Regions from separate parts of the Cricetulus griseus genome. Here region 2 is linked to region 1. The links are chromatin contacts, called in public Hi-C maps. All regions are on one chromosome and are shown on one strand. Each heading gives the region's core, a stretch centred on a gene start, on an enhancer-like site or on the middle of the called end of the contact. The rest is flanking DNA. Distances are from core to core; before and after follow the strand shown. Region 1 has its middle 120 kb from the start of Usp25. Region 2 holds the start of Nrip1 (nuclear receptor-interacting protein 1).

Region 1 (6,939 bases), core at 1,664-4,163:
AATATAGCATGAGGTGTAGGTATAAATGTTGATTTTGGAAAGTTCCATCAAGTTAGTTGATTAGCTACTTAAATTGTTTCTGATCCTTAAGTTTTCTGTTCCACATAATATAACATTTACAAATTTTAGAAACTGCAGTGTTTGCTAAACAATTGCTGTGCCTTCCCCGAGGGTGGTGTGGGGCCTATAGTATATCTCAAAGCAGAGCTTAAAAGGTGGTGGGATAGCTGATGGGCTCCAAATAGGCTCCAGAAAACACCCTAATTTTGAGATTAGCTAGTGATACCTTGTCAGAAGACAACATGTAAGGATGCCTGTGGAACCTAATCAGGGCAACACAGCAACAAAAAGAACAAAAAACAAAGTGGTCATCACAAAGTAAGGACCAGGGATTCTTCCTGTCCTCATGGAATAAGATATAAATTAATCTTTATCCAGCTTGTTCCATGAATGGATAGATGGGCATGTGGGTGGGTGGATGGATGAATGAGTGCATGGAAGGATGGATGGATGGATGGATGGATGGATGGATGGATGGATAGGTGGGTGAGTGGGTGGATGGAGGATTGATGACTAGATGGATGGATGCATAGATGGAAACATTCCAACAATGAAACTGGATATCTTCCTAGTCAGATGACTCAGAACTCAGATATAGGTTTGATACAAAAACAACAAAAAGACTCTAGCATTTTCCTATTCTGAGGTATCCCAGCAGATGTTCGCACTCCCTGCATATTTTGTAGGTTGCAGGCATTCCGTATATTTGTTTCCTTTTATTCATCTTCTATTTTCTAAAAGTTGTGGCATTCCTGCAGAGAAGCACGCTTCAGAAGTCCTGACCTGTTAAAGAGCTCTCCAAATGCTAGCAGGATGTCAGCAGTTTACTTTTCTAAATCTGTTACCAAGTATTAACTTTTACATATTATTATTCCCAGCATGATTATGATAATGTGTGTTTCCTGTTACTATGTCTTATGATGCTTTCTGCCTTGAAAAGCTTTTACCACTCCATCTCTATAGCTCTAAATCCACAGCCAAGGACATTTGCCAAGCTACTTTTTATCATTTTGCCAAACTTTCACTTTTTATTCTTCTGAGAGCTTTTCCAGTCACATTGCCTTTTAAATTTCTCTATATAGAATTGTTATATTTTTCTCTGAACTTCCTTGAGTCCGGTTTTCAAAAGTTTATATGGCATGAATATATTTTGTGATGTTACATTTCTTAGCACAATGGAATTTACAAAAGAAAGCCTTCTTGTAAAATTCTGATTGTTTCTACCAGAATTTAAGCATGAAAGATGGTACAATAAAATGACTGACTTTAAAATCCTGGTTTTTCTACTTAATTGAGGCTATGACTTCACTTCTTCAAATATGAGTCTACATGTATACACTGAGAACAAAAATATCTGCTCTACAACGTTTGAGAAGGGAATGATAGTGTACATATTCATACATGCACACATATACACTGTATGCATATTACATGCATATAAGTATGTAGACACATATACCATCTTTCAATTCTCACCATTTATGTTTTGTTTTGATTTGGTTTGGTTTTCCGAGACAGGGTTTCTCTGTGGCTTTGGAGGCTGTCCTGGAACTAGCTCTTGTACACCAGGCTGGTCTCAAACTCACAGAGATCTGACTGCCTCTGCCTTCTGAGTGCTGGGATTAAAGGCGTGCGCCACCATGGCCCGGCTCCCAATTCTCACCATTTATAAAGCAGGTATTATTACTCCAGATGGAGTGTAGGCATGTTATCCTCAAAATATTTTAAGCCAAATTATTTTCAGAAAATGGTAAAAGCAGCAAGGTCCCACTCAGGGCCTTCCTCTGTCCTTCTCCCTGAGCTAGGATGTTAAGCTGGGGAAAGAGTGTCTGACTTTCCCCTCAAGCAGGTGATAGGATCACCCTGCAAGAGGCACCCTTCCTACAGCCAGAAGAAATACGCTGATCTTCAAAACTACCAGGCCACAGAAAAGGCTTATAAAGAACACGTTTGCTAAACTTCCCCAGGTCGCTGCCTCTAAACCACCATGCTCTTCTTATGGCCTACTCTCTCCTCTTTTCCCAGATCTACTCCTTCACCAGACTTCCCACTAACAAGTACACAGGTCCAGCACCATGCTGGTGCATGCCTTTAATCCTAAGCACTTGGAAGGCAACATGGAGGCAGATCTCTGTGAGTTTGAGGCCAGCCTGGTCTACATAGTAAGTTCCAGGGAAGCCAGAGCTACACAGGGAGACCCTGTTTCAAAACAAACAAAAAAGGTATACACAGGTCAATGCATTTTAGGCGTGTCCGTTTTAGGGTTGGGGGTATCTTCATTTTCTTACTAAGCTTGATACGTAGCATAACACAGAATGTAGCTATACATATGCTCATCTACACACTATCTTTAACTTATATGAACTGTTAAACACACAATTGCATCATTCCTTCTGTTCTAATCTGCGAAGGGAGTGAAATGACAAAATAGGAAGTTCTTCAAATATAAGGGTTCAGTTCACTAGGAACTTGTGGCCATCAGCCTTGGAGACCTGCCCCGTCTTCCCGTCTGCCTTTAGCCTTCTTCCTTTGAACTCCCATGGAAGACCACTGGAGTAGTTAGTTCAAAGTGCATTTGCGAAGCTGCAGACATTTGCGTCGGCCTCTTCCATGACCTTAGCAATCTATCGCCACAGGAGCAAAGTCCTCTCCACAGACACTGGCACACCTTTGAAAAATCACACGAGTTTATTTTATATATCCAGCTTGACTGTTTCCTTTGTCATTCCAATCTCATGCTTGAGTGTGGCTTTTCAGATTTTTGTTTTCTTTTTCCAAAGAGGAGAGAGTCCTCTAGTGGCTGGAGTTGGTTTCTGTTTTGCCGCCCTCAGAAGAGACAAGTCTGTGGAGGGAGGCCTTTTAATTCTTGAGAGCTGATGATCTGGGAGGAGAGAGGGATGATCTGTAACAGTAAAAGACACAGGGAAATATGACACGGTGGCTCCCATCCAAGACATCTCGTTCCTACGCTGGCAGCAGTCGGGGCGTTTTATGAAGCCTTAGAGACTTGTTAGAGTCTAACCACTGATCTATCAAGATCTTTCTGATTATCATTAATGATTTCTTGTTAGCTCAGCTCATTTCTCATCTATCCACACAGCGTTCGGACGATGCAGGTTCCTCCCCGCCACAGCCAGATCCACACACAGCATCCCATGCGGAAGTCTAAGCAGTAGGAGCTGGTGTAGAAAGAGCCAGTTAGCATTATGTTTGTGTTAAAAGGGAAAGAGTCAAGAAACATACATTTGCATTTCTGGTTTTCGGATGTCTCTCTCATTAGGCTGAGAGAGGAGGGTCATGGGGTCATTTTTTCCTCTCTTTAATTCTAATGAAGCAGCTGGAGAGATCAGAAAACCATTGTGCATAATCAAAACCAATTAAAGGGAGAATACTAGCAACCTGCAATTATCCATATTTTTTTTAAAAAAATGATGCCAGAGATTTAATTGGATAAATAAAAGTCTGTCTATGTTTCAGTAACAATTTGACCAGTGACTCCACTGTAGACATTTTTCCAAAGTAGCTAAGGTGTCTATCTGGGGACTCTTGCCCGGTTAAACGTGAGCATGTGCATCTGACCCCATGACCAAATGGAAGGCTTTACAAGTGGGGAAGAGCCCTGAATCCTAGGGTAAGTGCCCCAAGTGACATTACAAAGTGGAAAATAAAATTTGCTTGTGCTCTCGGGGCCTTTGTGAAGCAACTGAGCTATTCCAAGTACCCTAGAAAGAAAGCAACTAAGCGTCATGAATGAGAATTATCACTTATCTAAACACCGCAGCCATTGCTTATGGGGCATTGTTTGGGCGCTATGGTGATGAATCGTTTGCAAATCAAAATGTTGCAACATGTACTGCCTTTCAATACAACTAGGCAACACAATGGTGGATCATGTTCCACTGCAAACTACTGGTCCCTGGGCAGTCTACAGAACAAAATGTTTCTGTGCTACCACGTATTATGTTTTTCTGGAATTCTCGTGTTTCTCCAGTTCACATTGAATGAATAAGAAGGCAGAAAAGGAAAAATCAGGGACAAAAAAAGCACAAGTTTTCCTTTCCTAAAGCATGGGTGTTTTTGTTTTTCATTAAGGAAGCCACTATCCTTGAGATGCAGCCTTCCCTCACGGAGATGAGTGGCCCAGGACTGTAATCTGAGCTCTTAGGTAGCTGAGACAGGAGGATCCCAAGTTTAAGGTCTGCTTGGGCTGCAGAGATAGCTCTCTCCCATGTCAGAAAAGGGAAGACATTAAACAACTCTTTGCAATGGAGATTGTACAGACTTAAACCTGTCTAACAAGGTGAACTAAAAATACCTTTGTCCTTTGTTTTCCATACTTTTCCTGGTCATTTTGCCATATTTCTTTCTCCTACCCCAAAAGTCCAATTCTGCCCATCCTTTAAGTCCTGTGTCTATGACCACTCCTGCATGCAACTGTGACACAGGCATTGATGCCATGATAAACTCCTTCAGCTGGAGTGATGACTCGGTGGTTATGAGCACTGACTGCCCTTCCACAGGACCCAGGTCCAGGTGCTAGAAGCTCACAAACATCTGTAGCCCCAATTCCAGCCAGTTGGACACACTCTTCTCACTTCCACAAGGTCCTGCAAACCTGTGGTGCACATAGACTCAGTCAGACACACATACCAGAAAATAAGTAATTGTTTCAAATGAATAAACTTTTAGTTTAGTATAGTTTAGTTTAGGTCATGTTAGGTTAGTTTTGCTTCTTATTTCTCTAATGTCAGTTTATGTCTTGCTCCTGTTTTGAGATAGGGACCGTTGCATCCCACTCTGGCTCTAGGTTGTTCTGTGGCCAAAGCAGATCTTGAACTTCTGATATTTCTGTCATTGCCTTGTCTTTAAGTGCTGCATTACAAGTGTGTACCATCTTGTCCAGTTTATGTAGTTCTGGGGAAACAAGCCCAGGGCTCCTTAAACACTAGGCCCACAAACTACCATGTATGCTACATCTCCACCTCTGGTCTTGGCCAGTCTAATTTACAAGGTGGACATCAATTGAGATCAAGCTACTCTAAGTTAGTCCACATTGTGTAAAAAGAATAATTTTTCAGGCTGTTCTTTTCCCTAAGAGACTTCATTTTACAAGAAGTTTTTACTTCATTTTAAGGAAAAATAATGACAAGAGTGTGGGTGGGCCCAGTAACTGTAGCACTGTCCATCTGGAGAAGACTGATAAATGACTTGCTCCTGGGAATAGAAAAGAACTACCCTGTAAGTCTATCAAGGTGAAGTGAGACTGCAGGGCACATGGGTTTATGAAAATGATATCAGAGAAACCAGGCCCAAGAACTTATCAGACATGCTAAACCAAAGGAAGGATGTATCTCTTTTATTTAGACCACCAAGAGTAATGGACACCTAATGCTGTGATGCCATTGCCCCAACATTTGCTTATCATCTGATACCTAGGGTGTGTGCCTTCATAGGGTTGTGTGTGTGTGTGTGAGAGAGAGAGAGAGAGAGAGAGAGAGAGAGAGAGAGAGAGAACTAAAGAGCAGAGGATTTCAACTATCCCTGTAGCTTCAGCTCAGCTATCTCCAACAGTTGGTGTGGCCTACTCTATCTGCCTGATGGCCAACTGTATTCATCTGGACCTGTGCCCTGTTCTCAGGCCCTCTTCAGTCTTTCACCTTTCAACTGGGAGATCTTTGTTCTCAAACCATGATTCCCACCTGGCACTGGTTTGATCACTATCTTACCAATGCAAATTCTCAGTCCACATCTGAAATTCCTTCAACTTAGCTGTAGCCTAACTTGTTTTCATTCTAAAAGATACACACACACACACACACACACACACACACACACACACACACACACACACGGGGGGGGGGGGAGGACAGAGAAAGGATAGATGAGAGAGAGGATAGATAGATAGATAGATAGATAGATAGATATAGATAGATATATAGACAGATAGATATTTACTATGTTATGTATGGGTTAATATTAGTAATTAAGATTGGAATAAAAGAATTTGAATTTGCCTTGGCCAGACTACCAAGGTAGGCAGAGTCTCTTTTAAGAAATTGTTATTAAACCACTAAATGATGTGAATTCATTGTTAACTAATAAATTCTAACTTTGTGGAAAGATACAAACATGTTCATGCATGTTTCTGCCATAGAATGCTCATGACACAGCTGAAGCACTAGGACGGATGGGGCTACTTTTTTCCTCCCTAGAATCTGTAAGTATAGAATCTGTAAGAACAGCTGCTTGATAAACTTTATAAATCCCTATATTTTGGCTATATTAGAAATCAATCTGCTAGTCAATTCTGATAAGCATCTTTGTATAGCCAATAGACCTCTATTATTTGAAAAAGAGTGTACCATGCCTCAAACACTCTGCAAGTCTGAAGAGCCAATGTGATACATGATATCCCTGGAGAAGATTCTAGGTATTATCAATGGGACCTCTTCTATACTTGGAAGACAGATTACAATGCTACGAGATCACTAATATCACTATCACATAATATCAGTCTCTTTAACAAAATGTTTGAGTGTTTGTGGTAGATTCACAGTGTATCAGCTTGGCTAAGGGAGAGTCACATGACTTAGACTGCTCAATTTCAAGTTAGTGTTGGCCATAATGGCACTTTTGCAAGATCTGAGGGGTAGAGCTAGGATGCCTTATAAAGCAACAAAGAGTACTCAAAAACCCTACTTGGGGTCACTGAATTGCACTTGGTTGCAACTCAATCACTTTGTGCCGTCTGTAAGGCTCAATTTCCTGATACAGGCAGGTCCCAGTTCCAGCTCATCTTGCTCAGAAAGACATCCTCAGTGTCTGCAGCTTGAGCCAGGTGAATGTCTGCTTCCATGATAAATGGTTCAGTTTCTGTCA
Region 2 (6,939 bases), core at 2,499-4,998, 440 kb before region 1:
GCAGTCAAGATATTTTAAATGAAAATACATTTCCAGTTGGAAGATATTGGCACACAGGGTTTTGCTAGTAACAGTAAATGTGTTGTCTTCAGTCGTCCTCCTTCTAAAAGTCAATGCTTACTTGAGAGTACAAAATCCATTCACGTGTGTGTAGCAGCCACCCGAAATGGAAGGCTGAAAAAGTACAGAATAAACTGCACCCAGCCACAGTTACAAAAGAAAGTTCACAAATTAAAGCAATTTTCGTGGAGGACAGAAAAATGGCTAAAGATGTGTAAGTTGTTTATTTTAGAGAGGAGGGGTGAGGGGGGAAGGAAGGGAAGGAGAGTGGGGGTAGAGAGAGAAACTGAGCGACTAGCCTACACTTTGAAACATGTCAGGAAACCTAAATTTTAAATCATAAAAGGGATTCATTGAGTCCCTTTAAAATGTGTAACTTTTACTGATTAAAACTTCAACGTCTTAAACATATTTTTAGCTGGATGATCTTTTAACTTCACACACCAAAGCATTACTGCTTCTCTGGAAGACAGAAGTTGCTCACAATTTTCAGGCTTACAAATAAAAATTATCTAAGACCTTTGACCTCATAGATCCTAGGCCACTCTGATTTAAAATGATTTCCAGGCCATGATCTTCTATACTGGCTTGGCGATGAAATCTACACAATTAATAATAGCCTGCTTTGCTCTCAACTGTCTAGAGAGCCGAGGATGGCAGATCTATCCTCATCTCCCCATGTGTTCCATTAGACTGACATATTTTGCCTCATCTGTCACCTTCGATAAAACTCTGCTTTCAGATATGAGTTAATTCATTTTCAGTTGTCCTCGATGTTCTAAAATAGTGATGTTTGACAGAATTAATCCAGTGCTCTAGTTCTCTCTGTTCAACTGATATTTAATTAAAGATCTTGGAGGCCATCTTTTAGGCTACACGTTACAAGGAGGAGCATTACTTCCTCCTTGGACAATGTGCTGCGCCACATGGCAGAGGCTGCCTCCCTAAGGTGTCCTGTTCAACAGACTGCTCTCTTGCATAGCCACCACCAGCAGGACAGATAATCACTCTGTTTCACATGGCCTGATTCTCACATAGTTGAACCCCAATTCAACTACTGTCTACATTCTCTCTGACCTTTTCAGTGTCTAGAATTTTGTAGTGGCAATACTCCTCCCTCTATATTTTTTAATCATTGCTTTTGTTTCCCTAGAACCACAAAAGGTACTGAGAACACTTATTTCGTAATATTTCTTGAATCTCTGAAAACAGAAAATCTTTTAGCAGTCACAGCCACCCCTAAAGCTCACGCTTAGAAGGCTCTGCCTTACATTTCTGAATTAATATCTTTTGGAGGCCAGCCCACTTGAGTTGATATGTCATAATTTTCTATTCTGAAGGTGGCGTGGATAATTTAAATTGGCCCTTGCTGTTTATGACTTAAGTAATTGTTCTTTTGGACAGCCTTTAGGAAGCCTCAACTTCTCAAATCATGTTTGGACCATGCAGCAACCATAAGGGACCTGGGGATGGATGTAAGCAAACTCCAGGAGCCATAAACTAACAAGCAGACTCTAGGTGGTGGTATAGGTTATTTTTTATCACAATGTTTTGCTCTTAAAACTGGAGGACCCAGAGCAGCCCTAGCCTCAGCCACAAACACTTCTCCACTGCTAACTCACAATATTTCCGGATAGCTCAATTAGAAAAGTACAAGTTTAACAAAGTTTGGAAAACACAGGTTCTCAAGCTTCTCATGGGTTTTAAACCTGATGTTCCACGGTCTCAAAGGCAGCACAGGGACTCTCATCTGTGTAAAGGCAGCCACCGAACTAACTGCCCTCCTTATTTACTTCTTACCTGTTTTCCTCAAGCTCCTCCTGTACTTTGCAGGCTAACTTTGCAAAGAAATCTCCCCACCGGAGTACAAAGTGGCCTGGAGTAAGTATCCAGTCCTAGACTAAGCAGTAGTGCCTGCTATGTTACTGCTTCTCCTTTGTCTATAGGAACTAAGTAAGACCAAGCCTAGAAAGTTCCTATTGGTGTTGAAGCCAGGCTCCCTGAGTCAATTAAACCCTATGGTCATTACCAAACTGCTGGGCAAAACCAGGGCAACTAAGTCACTTGGAAGTAAAAGGACATTTCAACACACCCAGGCAGCAGCCACATTTAGGGGCCATGCGCATGAAGCACTGTTTGCTTAAAAAGTAGACTTACTTCACTGTCTCTTAGACAAAGGTGGCAAACTGGTGACTGAACATTGAATAACAGCATCGGGAAGGTGCCGCCCACTTGGTAAAACCTATGATTCACTAATAAGCAGGTTCAATGTAATTCATAACTTTAAAGAATGAATTCCTGAAGCCCCTTGCTTTACAAAACCCAGGAAATACGAAGACTATACATCATTTACGCATGTATAGGTGTGTACACAGACACAGACAGGCAGGCACACCGATCTTGTTTTACTTTGAGACAGTCTCTCTCTTCCTCTAAAACACGGTTTTCCCTCAGTGTCACAATCATTTACATTAGCAGACAAACTCAAGCCTGATGTCACAAAAATGAGTTAAAAGTTCTTGCACCTAAGAACGTAGGGACTTTACCACCAACTAAAATGACACACTAATTTTTAAAAAGTATCTTAACATAAAATTACCTAACGTTCTGTTCTTCGTTTACGACCGCCAGAATCCAATTAAATTACTGACATGATGGAAGGTAGAAACTCCTGGAATGCCTCAGAGATCAACATGTGTCAGGCTCACCGCCTGTCCGCCTTTTAAACACAGTGGATTCCTTTGTTCCTTCAGTCTGAACATCAACTCCTGATTAAAATTTGGAAACTACTTTGGGAAGGATGGGGGTGGGGGTCCGGAGAGTGTTGCCACGGACGAGGGTTTCCTCAAACCGGAGTAAGGAGGAGAGTGGCACAAGAGAGAAGAGCGTCTCCGAGGACTTCAGCAGGCTCACACTAAACGCAAAGCCCGCTCTCGGATGCTGGGGAAAAACTAGGCTGAGGCCTCCGGTGCAAGGAGCCTCGCCCTCCCTCGGCAGGCGGGGACCTGGTGCCCAGCAGGCCGGGCCTGGGGCTCAGCGCTGTCCCTGTCCGAGTCACTTTTCCCTGCCGGGAATCGGCGAGCACCGCGCAGGGAGGCACCAACTAAAGGCGGGGAGCAGCGCGGGCGCCACCGCGGGCACCGCTGGGCGGCAGGACCGAGCGGCGCAGCAGCCAGCGCCCGGGGCTCGGGGCCAACAGGAGCAGCCGAGCGGGCTCGACCCGGGCCCCGCCACCCGGCCACCCGCGTGGGTCCCGGCTCAGCACACCCAGGGAGGCTGCGCCCCTCGCGCCACGGCTGGCACGGACGATCCCACGGCTGGGAACTCTACAACTTGGCGGCCGCGTCGGCGCGGGGGGGGGGGGCGGCCGCGAGTTCCCGGGGAGACCCGGAGCCGGGCGCGGCGGCAAGCTGTCCCCGGGATCCGTGTGGCCGGCGTCCCCCGTGGGCCTCCCCGGCCTCCGCCGCCTCCCCGGGCCGGTCACCCAGGCCGTGCCCGGGTGGCTCGGCGTCCGCTCTGCCAGCTCTGCACCGAGCCCGGGCCGCGATCGCCACTCACCGAGGCCGCCTCGGCTCCGGGCCGCCGATCCGCGTCGCTCCCTCCTTCCCGGGTGAGCCGTGCCCTGCGGCCGCGCGAGGCCACGGGCGGTGCGCACGGGCGGGCTGGGGCCGGCTCGTCCTCCGCCTGCACCGCGATCGCCGTCGCCTCCCGAGTTCGGGGCTCTGCTGCAATGTCTGCGAGGCTGACTTTGAGCGCCTCGCTCGCCGCCCGCCCGCCGCAGCCGCGCTCCTCCCTCCGCCGCCGAGTTCGCGGCGGCCGGGTCCCTCCCCTCGCTGCTCCACGCCATTCAGCTCTTCAGCCAAGTTTCTTAACCCTTTTCTGCCCCTCCCTCCCATTGTCACCCGGGTTGATCGCGTACCCGGCGGCTCGCTGGAGCTGGGGAGCCTATCCGGCTCCTGCAGGCCTCCTCTCCGGTGCTCCGGGTGGGAGACCCGGGGCTGCGCGGCCTTGAAGGTAGAGAGAGGACACAGTTCGACCGGGAAAGGGGGGTGCCTTGCTCTCCGAGCAGGAGCCCTGGCTTTCCGGCCCCGTCCAGCCGCCTGGACAGATTGTCCCTAGGGACCAGGTGATCGTCCATGTCACCCAGGCTTGGGCAAGCGTTGTGAGCACCGCAGAGGAATAAAGACACCCTGACCCTTCCCTGGGGTCTCCACCTAGGGGCTGGCACCTTAAGGGTCTCCCTTCCTCCCATTTCACCCACAGCACGCGTTCTCTTGACTGCCTTTTACCCACCCTAATTTCCACCTCCTAGAAATCTGTGTCCCGCTTAAAATCAGGAAGGACGGCGCTATAACTCTAGGTCATTTTGACCCCATGCCCACAGCACCTAGTAGGACCCAGTAATTAATGTGGCGTGATTCCAAGCGGAAAACTGGGAAGGAGACCTGAGGAGTGCCCAGCTCAGCTCCCTAGACGGACGCAGGACCCAGGAACCGGGTTTATCTTCAGCTGCTTTGTCACTGCGAAGTCTCCAGCAGGGTCTGTCGGGCCATCTGCACCACCCCCAGGAAGGATCTGACCCAACAGGACTAGGAGATGGGCTGTCACCTCTTTAAGCAGCTGTGCTCGGTTCAGAGTCTCAATAAATAACAATTACATCACGAAGCCAGGGTGGCAGTACAGTGAAACCTGGGTTTCCTGCAGCCTTGTCTTGCTGAACCCGCCTCTAAATTTGAGGGGGGCTACAGATTGGTGAAGCGAAAAAGTGGAGGGAGGAGAGAATAATAAGAAACCATGATCTCGCCCTCTCGTGTTTTCCGCTTTAAAATCCTCTCCTCGCGAACATTACTTGTGAAGACTCCTTCTGACGCCCCTCCCCACCCAGATGTCACGTTTCCTTTTCACTTTAGTATCTCTCCATGAAAAGAATTACCAGCGGAAAAAGAGTGGTTGTAAAAGTTGGTTTTATTTGACATAAAAAAAAAAACAAAAAACTGAAGTACATTTTCACTTCACCCTGAACTGTAAAGTGGTATGGCTGCGTTAAAATACTCACTGGATAAGACAAATTTGTGGATGAAGGTATCTACTGTCATGCATTTTTGGTAGCATTTGGAAACAGTTACTGATGCACATAGAAACCAAAGATGACCTAAGTGATCAAACTGTATTCTTTACTGTTATGTAATAGTTATACAGCCGGCTATTTTTCAAATGAGCAAGGTCTAGAGTGCCTTCCCAATCTTGAAAGCGAAAGCAGTTTTTCAAATTAATTCTTAATAAAGCGATATCCTAGCACAGTCCTGAACCCATGTCAGGAATATTTTGGCTAGTGGTGATGGTACATTTTAAGATACATATTATCTCTCCCAGTGAGTCACCTGTGCAATCTGTTGTCATCTAATGTAGTGTAAATCTCATGTAACAGAGTAGTATTTGTGTATGCCACAGTTCAAAATCTGCTCAAAGCACGTTAGTAAAAGCATCATTTATCTCGGATTGACAAAAAGCAAATAACTGCAATTAAATGAACAGCATAATTGGAGCTTGGCTCCTTTGGAAAAATATTTTTAAATATTGCACAGGGACTTTCTAAAATGTACTAGAAATGTGTCCTTTTTCTTAAGCAGTTTATTGGGCTTTATTTGGCATTTTATAGAAAATTCAATGTCAGTCTCATTAAAAAGCATCATTGTGGTAGATTGTAGTGGATTTGTCGAATGATTTTAGTTAGCCATGGTGGTACTTGACTGTAACTGGAAGGCTGAGAAAGGAAGAGGGACATTGGAGACCAGCCAGGACTTTTCAGCAAGTTCAAGGACTAAGTCCCAAAATGAGAAACCAGTTTGTAAAACTAAGTGCTAGGTATGAAGCAAAGAGTAATTGCACTTGATTAGTGTGTGCAAAGCCTCTGCATCTCTCTCTCTCTCTCTCTCTCTCTCTCTCTCTCTCTCTCTCTCTCTCTCTCTCTGTCACACACACACACACACACACACACACACACACACACACAAAATTCTGAGTTTGCATTTTATTTCAAGCCTCTGTTACCAAGAGACAAACGTTTTCTTCTCTTTTGATTGGCAGTTTCTTCTCTGGAACAGACTAAGAATCCAGATGCCCTGTCACAATTACTGTAAAGTTAAACTAAGTAATAGATTCCATGTAATTGAGTGATGCTCTCACCAAGGAGTAAGGTGCAGGTATCACAGTGACAGACCTGAGGACAGATATCTGAAGCACTCAAATGCCACTCTGGAAAGCATATTCTCACTTCTTAACCAGGTTTTGAATCACTGACACTGCCCAGCAAGCCAAGTCTTGTCCTGCTTGTCCAATATCAGTGCTGAAACTACAACAGCTATATGTTAGATAGTGTACCAAAGCTGCTCACCCCCTCCTAATGTAATAATTAAAATCCTGGACTTTTTGGATAATACATTTGTGTAAAATTAATTGCATACCTCATGTGGAATTCATCTTAATGTACCGTGTGAAGACCATTTTGTGTTTGTTCTTTCTTTAAACAAAATGCCAGTGCTGGGTCAGTAAGATGGCTCAAGGATAAAGTCACTCACTGCACAAGGCTGGCTATCTGAGTTTGCTCCTTGGAACACACTTCATAAAGTTGTCCTCTGATCTCCACAATTGTGCATGGCACATACTTACACACACACCAAACACACTCAATGACATTTTCCTCTGCTCTCAGGGATTGAGTCTCATACATGCTGGCTGGTCAATGTCCCTCCAATTAAGTGACATCTCCTAGTGGTGATACAATAATTGTAAATTTTTTAGAAAGCAATATCTAAATTTCCAGGCTAAGAGGATCATTGCATGGGTGTTGTGGTATATGTAAGATACAATTGTCTCTTG

Evidence for each region. Hi-C and Micro-C count contacts between places; a contact is called where the count stands out from the background.
Region 2: a contact with region 1 is called in a Hi-C map of the CHO-K1 cell line, with 3 times the contacts expected there. The contact joins the promoter of Nrip1 here to the enhancer-like site in region 1. A contact is called at or near these places in 2 of 8 Hi-C or Micro-C datasets (the CHO-K1 cell line and fibroblasts).

What each region holds. Positions count from the first base shown.
Region 1 is chr4:18,389,220-18,396,158 of CriGri-PICRH-1.0, reverse strand. No RefSeq gene overlaps it. Among named protein-coding and RNA genes, the nearest start is that of Usp25, 120 kb to the right of the region's middle. Within about 2 kb of position 2,913, at least 2 of the 6 cell types and tissues checked have open chromatin away from gene starts, as enhancers often do. A contact at or near this core is called in the CHO-K1 cell line, where this site is marked.
Region 2 is chr4:18,832,237-18,839,175 of CriGri-PICRH-1.0, reverse strand. It overlaps Nrip1 (nuclear receptor-interacting protein 1), which reads right to left and starts at 3,748. Exons shown (of 3, transcript XM_035444376.1): 1 at 3,619-3,748.